Linked DNA regions of Ovis aries: region 1 is linked to region 2. A link is a contact called in public Hi-C data. All regions are on one chromosome and are shown on one strand. The core of a region is the stretch at or near the end of the contact, and the rest is flanking DNA. Distances in the headings are between cores, read along the strand shown. Region 1 has its middle 30 kb from the start of CERS6. Region 2 overlaps CERS6 (ceramide synthase 6).

The links. A called contact is a pair of places that touch in the nucleus more often than the background predicts.
Region 1: a contact with region 2 is called in a Hi-C map of liver, with 6 times the contacts expected there. The contact joins two enhancer-like sites. A contact is called at or near these places in 6 of 16 Hi-C or Micro-C datasets (blood, liver and mixed tissues).

The regions. Positions count from the first base shown.
Region 1 is chr2:140,982,018-140,986,945 of ARS-UI_Ramb_v3.0, forward strand. No RefSeq gene overlaps it. Among named protein-coding and RNA genes, the nearest start is that of CERS6, 30 kb to the left of the region's middle. Within about 2 kb of position 2,189, at least 1 of the 54 cell types and tissues checked has an H3K27ac peak or open chromatin away from gene starts, as enhancers often do. A contact at or near this core is called in liver, where this site is marked.
Region 2 is chr2:140,884,243-140,889,090 of ARS-UI_Ramb_v3.0, forward strand. All of the region lies in intron 1 of CERS6 (ceramide synthase 6), which reads right to left. Among named protein-coding and RNA genes, the nearest start is that of CERS6, 68 kb to the right of the region's middle. Within about 2 kb of position 1,604, at least 2 of the 54 cell types and tissues checked have an H3K27ac peak or open chromatin away from gene starts, as enhancers often do. A contact at or near this core is called in liver, where this site is marked.

The DNA of each region.
Region 1 (4,928 bases), core at 939-3,438, 98 kb after region 2:
CACAACAGGGGTGCTTATTAATTAGTTAGAAGAATAACGAATCGGGTTGGCTTGTCCTCAGTCCTAGGAGGCCTAGAGATGAGCACACATAAAATCAAGTGGACCTAGATCCACGTTTTGGCGGATCCAGCTTTAAATCCCAGCTCCACTACTTACCCTTGTCTTAGACTCCTTAACTTCTCTAAGCCTGAGTTTCTATACCTGGAAAATGCAGATAATAAAACTGTCAACTGTGTAAAGTTCTTGTGAAGATGAAATGAGCTGTAAGAATTTTAAATGATTAGCAGAGTGTCTGTTAACCAGTGAGTGATCAATAAATGTAACTTGCTGTGACTATGATTTTTTTCTAAGTTCACATATAATCTCACTGGTTTGCCATGAGTTAGGCTATGAATGGATGGTTATAAATAAACATTTTAATTGCATTTTAAAATTATGTTAAAATCATCCTTAAGTTGCCCATAAGGAAAAAATATTGGTTTGGATCCTTCAAGAAGAAAAGATAGATTTGAGCATTCAGTGACAATAGTTGAGCTTCTTGGAATGGAGCAGCTTGGTTACCAGGGATTTTCTTTAACTGAGGAAGACACACTTACGTGTTAACATATTTTAGATGTGTATTATGTTTAGGGAGTCTTACTGTTCAAGGAAGTAAAGGAGGGAGGCTGTCTCTCATTGTACAAAATCAGACAAAAAGAAAGTACAATGGGCCTTTGAACAATGAGAGGGCTGGGCATACCAATACTCCCTATAGTGGAAAATCGCTGGATAATTTATAGTCAGCCTTCCTTATACGTGATTCCTCTGTGTCTACGATTCCATATCCACAGATTTAACCAACCTGAGATTTTGTAGTACTCCAGTATTTACTGTTGGGAAAAATCTGAGGTTAAGTGCCCCAGGCAGTTCAAATCTATGGTGTTCACTGATCAGCTGTACTGAACTGAGAGAGAAACTAAAGGTTATAGTAGCAGTCGACACCTCATCTAAACTGCAGAGTGTACAGGTGGGGTGCTATATGATTCAGTGCTAAATGCTAACATAACTTCAGTAGTTTCCTAAAAGCGATAAGGAGTGTGATAATTGAGTAAATCTTTATAATTCCAGGGCTTTAGTTCAGTGATTTACAGGAACTGTACCTAACGTTGTTCTCTGTTCAGGCCCTTACTGCACAGCATTAAACAGGTTGCTTGGAAATTAAACCAGAGCACTAGGTCTTAGACCCCTGTTCTACTGCTTAGTACCTGTGTGACCTTGGTTATATAAAGTGTGGCCATCTGTAACGTGCAACAAATAAAAACACCTGCCAAACTGGCTTCAAAGAACTATTGGAAACATCAAAAGAAATAATGTGAACACCCTTTGCAAATTTGAGGGCAGGATACAAACGTCTGTTGTGATTACATAAAATCTAGTGGTTAGTAAATGATTAAACACTTTACATTTTATTTTAAAGGCACATTTTTTAGAAGAATATTCATTTATTTATTTCACTGTACAGGGTCTTAGTTGCAGCATGTGGGATCTAAGTACCCTGACCAGGGATCAAACCCAGGCCCCCCGCGTTGAGGGCATGGAGTCTTAACCAGTGGACCAGCAGAGAAGTCCCTTAAAGGCACATGGTTTTAAAAAGATTTATTATTTATTATTAATCTGTGGCTGTGCTGGGTGTTCACTGTTGTGTGGCCTTTTTCTCTAATTGTGGCGAGTGAGGGCTACTCTTCATTACAGTGCTCCGGCTTGTCTTTGCAGTGGCTTTGCTTGCTGCGGAGCACAGGCTGAGTGGGCATAGGGGCTGCGTAGTTGTGACTCCCGGGCTCAGTAGTTAGGTTTCCAGGGGTCTAGAGCACCAGCTTTGTAGTTGTGGCACATGGGCTTATTTGCTCCACACGCAGCATGTGGGATCTTCCTGCATCAGGAACTGAATCCGTGTCTCTTGCGTTGCAAGGTGGATTCTTAACCACTGGACCACCAGGGAAGTCCTGAGGTACATTTTTATAGTGGAAAAAATTGACTTCACCAAAAGTTCTTTTAAAATACAATTTACAAAATTATTATTATTATTATTTTTTTACAAAATTATTTTAAAATAAAAAGTTGAAAAATTCATCTGTAGGCTCCGGCATTAGACGCCACCTGGTGGCGGTTAAGAGTAATGCAAGTGCATTGCTGAGCTGCCGCGCGAATGTCACGGGAAAATGTTAGACCAAGAGGCTCAAAGAAGGGCTTGGAGAAGGAAATGGCAACCCACTCCAGTGTTCTTGCCTGGAGAATCCCAGGGACAGAGGCACCTGGTGGGCTGATGTCTATGTGGTCGCACAGGGTCGGACACGACTGAGGCGACTTAGCTGCAGCAGCAAAGAAGGGCTTAGACTGAAATGAGCTGAAATGAGACTTGCCATACTTGGGATTGGGGCTTCTGTGGTGGCTCAGATGGTAAAGAGTCTGCCTGCATTGAGGGAGACCTGGGCTCAATCCCTGGGTGGGGCAGATCCCCTGGAGAAGGAAATGGCATCCCACTCCAGTATTCTTGCCTAGAGAATCCCATGGACAGAGGAGCCTGGCAGCCTGGGGTCGCAAAGACTCAGACAGGACTGAGTGACTAACATTTCCACTTTCATACTTGGGATTTAAGCTAGAAAATTGCTCTAGGTTTTTGTGTGCTATAAGTTGCTGCAGTCAAGCCACTGCTTGCCTCTACTGTAAGTAAGTTAGCAGAAGAAAGTCAAGCCTTTTCGTCATTTTTTACTTCCCACTGACCAGCACAGTAGTGCTCAACACATTTATTAAATGAAAAATGAAGAATAAGAGAAGAGGAAATAGGGAGGGAAAATCTTAAACTCTGTAAACCAGCCCATTCTCTGTGTCTTTGTTAGCTATTCCCGCCCCCGCCCCCCTGCTATTATAGTTGGTGGCTTCCCTGGTGACTCAGATGGTAAAAGAATCCACCTGCAATGCAGGAGACCTGCGTCCAATCCCTGGGTCAGAAAGATCCTCTGGAGAAGGCAATAGCAGCCCACTCCAATATTCTTGCCTGGAGAATTCCATGGACAGACGAACCTGGCAGGCTATAGTCCATGGGGTTGCAAACAGTTGGACGTGACTGAGCGACTAAGTACATTCAGTTCAGTTCAGTTCAGTTCAGTTGCTCAGTTGTGTCCAACTCTTTGCGACCCCATGAATCGCAGCACGCCAGGCCTCCCTGTCCATCACCATCTCCCGGAGTTCACTCAGACTCACGACCATCGAGTCAGTGATGCCATCCAGCCATCTCATGCTCTCTCGTCCCCTTTTCCTCCTGCCCCCAATCCCTCCCAGCATCCGAGTCTTTTCCAATGAGTCAACTCTTCGCATGAGGTGGCCAAAGTACTGGAGTTTCAGCTTCAGCATCAGTCCTTCCAAAGAAATCCCAGGGCTGATCTCCTTCAGAATGGACTGGTTGGATCTCCTTGCAGTCCAAGGGACTCTCAACAGTCTTCTCCAACACCACAGTTCAGAAGCATCAATTCTTCGGCGCTCAGCCTTCTTCACAGTCCTACTCTCACATCCATACATGACCACGGGAAAAACCACAGCCCTGACTAGACGGACCTTAGTTGGCAAAGTAATGTCTCTGCTTGTGAATATGCTATCTAGGTTGGTCATAACTTTTCTTCCAAGGAGTAAGCGTCTTTTAATTTCATGGCTGCAGTCACCATCTGCAGTGATTTTGGAGACCAAAAATAAAGTCTGACACTGTTTCCACTGTTTCCCCATCTATTTGCCATGAAGTGATGGGACCGGATGCCATGATCTTCGTTTTCTGAATGGTGAGCTTTAAGCCAACTTTTTCGCTCTCCTCTTTCACTTTCATCAAGAGGCTTTTTAGCTCCTCTTCACTTTCTGCCATAAGGGTGGTATCATCTGCATATCTGAGGTTATTGATATTTCTCCCAGCAATCTTGATTCCAGCTTGTGCTTCTTCCAGTCCAGCGTTTCTCATGATGTACTCTGCATAGAAGTTAAATAAGCAGGGTGACAATATGCAGCCTTGACGTACTCCTTTTCCTATTTGGAACCAGTCTGTTGTTCCATGTCCAGTTCTAACTGTTGCTTCCTGACCTGCATACAGATTTCTCAAGGGGCAGGTTAGGTGGTCTGGTATTCCCATCTCTTGAAGAATTTTCCACAGTTTATTGTGATCCACACAGTCCAAGGCTTTGGCATAGTCAATCAAGCAGAAATAGATGTTTTCTGGAACTCTCCTGCTTTTTCCATGATCCAGGGGATGTTGGCAATTTGATCTCTGGTTCCTCTGCCTTTTCTAAAACCAGCTTGTATATCAGGGAGTTCACGGTTCACGTATTGCTGAAGCCTGGCTTGGAGAATTTTGAGCATTACTTTACTAGCATGTGAGATGAGTGCAATTGTGTGGTAGTTTGAGCATTCTTTGGCATTGCCTTTCTTTGTGATTGGAATGAAAACTGACCTTTTCCAGTCCTGTGGCCACTGCTGAGTTTTCCAAATTTGCTGGCATATTGAGTGCAGCACTTTCACAGCATCATCTTTCAGGATTTGAAACAGCTCAACTGGAATTCCATCATCTCCACTAGCTTTGTTTGTAGTGATGCTTCCTAAGGCCCACTTGACTTTACTTTCCAAGATGTCTGGCTCTAGATGAGTGATCACATCATCATGATTATCTGGGTCGTGAAGATCTATTTTGTACAGTTCTTCCATGTATTCTTGCCACCTCTTCTTATGAACTAAGTTAAATGGTACTGACTTGGGTTGAATGAAAAGGAACAGTGAACCTTTTTTTCAGGATGTATTTATTTGAAGTATAGTTGATTCACACCGTTGTGTTAATTCCTATTGTACAGCAAAGTGGTTTACATATACTTATGCGTATATATATATTTTTTTCATATTGTTTTCCATTATGGCTT
Region 2 (4,848 bases), core at 354-2,853:
GGCTACAGTTCATGGGGGTGCAAAGAGTTGGACAGGACTGAGAGACTAACACTTTCACTTTCATGTGGCAGAGTGCTGTCAAGACTGTGCTTTACTGTATATGAGCACGAGGATGATTTGAAAAGTGCTATCAAGGCCAGTATTCTAATGAATATCACCCAGCACCAAAACATTAACCCATGTTTATGATATATGCAGATGACACCACCCTTATGGCAGAAAGTGAAAGACTAAAAAGCCTCTTGATGAAAGTGAAAGAGGAGAGCGAAAAAGTTGGCTTAAAGCTCAATATTCAGAAAACGAAGATCATGGCATCCGGTCCCATCACTTCATGGGACATAGATGGGGAAACAGTGGAAACAGTGTCAGACTTTATTTTTGGGGGCTCCAAAATCACTGCAGATGGTGACTGCAGCCATGAAATTAAAAGACGCTTACTCCTTGGAAGGAAAGTTATGATCAACCTAGATAGCATGTTAAAAAGCAGAGACATTACTTTGCCAACAAAGGTCTGCCTAGTCAAGGCTATGGTTTTTCCAGTGGTCATGTATGGATGTGAGAGTTGGACTGTTAAGAAAGCTGAAGAAAGCTGAAAAAGAATTGATGCTTTTGAACTGTGGTGTTGGAGAAGACTCTTGAGAGTCCCTTGGACTGCAAGGAGATCCAACTAGTTCATCCTAAAGGAGATCAGTCCTGGGTGTTCATTGGAAGGACTAATGCTGAAGCTGAAACTCTAAACACTTTGGCTACCTCATGCGAAGAGTTGACCCATTGGAAAAGACCCTGATGCTGGGAAGGAATGGGGGAAGGAGGAGAAGGGGACAACAGAGGATGAGATGGCTGGATGGCATCACTGACTCAATGGACATGAGTTTGGGTGAACTCCAGGAGTTGGTGATGGACAAGGAGGCCTGGCGTGCTGCGATTCATAGGGTCACAAAGAGTTGGACAGGACTGAGCGACTGAACTGAACTGAACTGATGATGTACATAAAATTACTATTTAATCAGTTAACAAATATTTATTGACCCTCTACACCCGTGGTCCCAACACCACTTCACATTACAATTTCCCAGCATTTTGAAACATACTGACAACTCGACTGGCCTGGGGCTGTGCCATCAACTTTGTCAATGCTCCCAGGGAATTCCAGTGAGTGGCCAGAGAGAGGAACGGATTGTACACACTAAGGGTTAGAGCGGTGTGGAGAACAACAGCATCGGGGAGAGGAGGTGGTCTTAGAGGAGAACACCAATAGTCTCAGAAGATGCTCCCTTCTACTGACCAAAAAAAAAAAAAAAAAAAACTATGAAAGACATCAGTTCTGCAGGGAGAGAAACTGATCACTTTTCAACATGTCGATGCTTACTGAGCTGGGACCACGGGGCCAAAAGAGGCTAAGTGGTCAAAGGCTCGAGAGATGCAGCTGCAGGGACATTAGGCTGAGAGGTGTTGGTTGAAACCTCGGGATTACAGCACGTGGCTTGGAGAGGTCTGCGATGGGTCCCCAGATAGGAGCCCTGGAGAGGAGGAGACCATAGGGAGTGGGAGGGCAGGGGAGGCATCGGGCAGGAGGCGAAAAAGAGAAATCCATACATACAGGTTTCCAACAGGTGGCGCTAGTAGTAAAGAACCTGCCTGCCAACGCAGGAGATATAGCAGATATGGGTTCAATGCCTGGCTCAGGGAGACCCCCTGGAGAAGGCAACGGCACCCCACTCCAGTACTCTTGCCTGGAAAATCCCATGGACAGAGGAGCCTGGTAGGCTGCAGTCCATGGGGTCGCTAAGAGTCGGACACGACTGAGTGACTTCACTTTCACTTTTCACTTTCATGCATTGGAGAAGGAAATGGCAACCCACTCCAGTGTTCTTGCCTGGAGAATCCCAGGGACGGGGAGCCTGGTGGGCTGCCTTCCATGGGGTCGCTAAGAGTTGGACATGATTGAAGTGACTTGGCACGCATGCACACATGTAACTAAGTCATTTAAGCATTCACTATAAAATGTTCAGAAATCTCAAAGTTTCAAGAATCACTTTTCACAAACAGGTAGAACTGTTCTTATTAATATATTCTTGGGGGAAGTGCTTTAATGGTGAAATTACTACATAATCCATTCAAACACAACTTCAGAAAACACTGGGTCCCTGACTATTGTTCAGAAGGGGAATCAAAGAAGTATTCTCCACCCTCCAAGAGTTTACTGTATTGCAGGCCCAGACGCCCCAAGATGAGACATTTAGAAGACGTTGTAGAGGCGACAGCTTTGCTTTATAGAACAGAGAAGGAAAAACAAAGCCGAATTTTCAGATTTGCACTTTCAATTAGATCCCCAGTGGAGAGTTAAGTGAAAGATGACAACAGGAACAACAGTGACTAAATTATGACGCATCCTTTAACGTCCTTTAAACTGTGTATATGTTTTTAAAGCACAAAAAGTCATTCACTGCAGAATTATTCATAAGAATCTCTCTGCTGTGTTACTGCCATACACTAACGTGCCACTTCAGTGTCTTAAGGACATGCATCTTAATTTTTTCCTTTAGTTGGAAAAAATGTATGGCTACATTAACTACTTGGTATATACCTGCCAACTAAAAATGGAAAGAACACTTTCCCCCAATTAGAGGTTATCATCCGACAGATAATCAAGAAGAGAGTAACCTCTTATACTCCCATAATCTCTATGGTTTATTAGTATGGGTTTTTGAAATTAACCCCAGTTCCCAGGAAATTTTTTTGCAGAATCTTTAACAGAAACACACACACACACACACACACACACACACACACACACACGTCTTCTTTTCTATGGAAGGTGAGGCTATATTTGCCCCAACAGCCAAAAAAACCCAAGAGATCTCAGAGGCTCTGACATCCTCCCTAAAACCATAGCTAGAGCTTTACCACCAGAACCTCCCATCTGCTGTATCTATAAGCACGTACGTAACATCAGCAAGCATCCTTCTCAGCTTGACCTTTACCAGGAAAAGAAAGTGACTAAAACAGATGCTCACTTCTGGTTCATTTGGGCTAGTAGGAAAAACATCCTATTCCTCCCTTCTCTCCAAATAATAAGTTTTGTGGTCTGAACAACAGCCATCAAACATTAAACTCAGTAGCTAACAGTTCAGCTCAGTTCAGTTCAGTCGCTCAGTCGTGTCTGACTCTTTGAGACCCCATGAATCGCAGCACACCAGGCCTCCCTGTCCATCACCAACTCCTGGAGTTCACTCAGACTCACATCCATCGAGTCAGTGATGCCATCCAGCCATCTCATCCTCCGTCGTCCCCTTCTCATCCTGCCCCCAATCCCTCCCAGCATCAGAGTCTTTTCCAATGAGCCAACTCTTCGCATGAGGTGGCCAAAGTACTGGAGTTTCAGCTTCAGCATCATTCCCTCCAAAGAAATTCCAGGGTTGCTCTCCTTCAGAATGGACTGGTTGGATCTCCTTGCAGTCCAAGGGACTCTCAAGAGCTAACAGTAATGAGGGGCAAAAAAAGCCCAAGTTTGTGCTTTTCCTCTTCTCATCTTTTAGGACAAAGTATGATCCCTTACTAAACCTGAGATCAACAGTGCAAAGGTAAACACTACCAGAGTTCATTTGATTATAAAATGGGACTTCCCCAAGAGATACTCAGATATGGAAAGGGTTGCCACGTCCTGAGAGAAGCAGGATGTTTAAAGGTGGAAAACAAGTCTGAGCTTCATAGGTAGGCAGATGTGACTTTCGGTTTTCACATCCTTCCAGTCTAAGGTGAGATTACAACTTAAATCTCATGTTCTTCATTTCCAACATGGGAACAGTTACCCCAATGACCCTGGGTCAAACCTTCTTTTAGAATCCTTACACATGCAATCCTCACAGAATCCTCAAAACAACCCTAAAAGATAGGTACTGCGTGCGTGCTAAGTCACTCAGTCGTGTCCAACTTTTTACAACCCCATGGACTGTAACCTGCCAGGCTCCTCTGTCCATGGGATTCTCCAGGGAAGAATATTGGAGTGGGTTGCCATGCTCTCCTTCAGGGGATCTTCCTGACTCAGGGATAGAACCTGAGTCTCTTATATCTCCTGCACTGGGAGGCAGGTTCTTTACCACTAGTGCTACCTGGCAAGCCCCAAAAGATAGGTACTATGACATTCCTCTTACCAATGAGGTGAGAAAGCTAGGGCACAAAGTGATTGAATAACTTGCCAACGTCAAATGGCAAACAAATATGGAGCTTGGATTCAATCTTGCTCCAGAATGTGTGCCTTTAATTGCTATACCATTGCTCTATTATAAGGCTATTAAAAGATTAAATGAAATAATGTACACAGCACATGAACCGGCAGTCACTCCAAAAAATGGTAACTATGACTGCAGTTAATTATTACTGACATTAAAATAATACTAATATTTTATTATATATATTATACAATCTATATAATTATATTGTTGTTCTTAAGCTGAATGTATTAGACATGCTTGAACAGAAGCTGGAGGTCTCTACCGAATGATCACACGGATTCTTTTCCATTCTATGAGATTATTTCATGGTGGGTCAGTCTGGTTCTTTGAACTTTAGGATATCTTATGATATTCTTCCCCTGGCCTAGGTCCCACAATCCCATTGCCACCCAGCAAACCTCTACCAAAAGAAAATATAGATGACTTTGAATATTCTGGAAAGCACATCTGCAAGAGGCAGACTACTGAAAATGGAAGACTTAGGCTGCTGTTTAAATTTTTAAGATGCAGCCTCAGCTGTCAATACAAACATCTGCTGGATTCTGAAGTTGCAGCTCCATTTGGAGACTGCCCAACAGGAAGAGTTAGAGTTCTTTATTTCTTTTCTAGTATT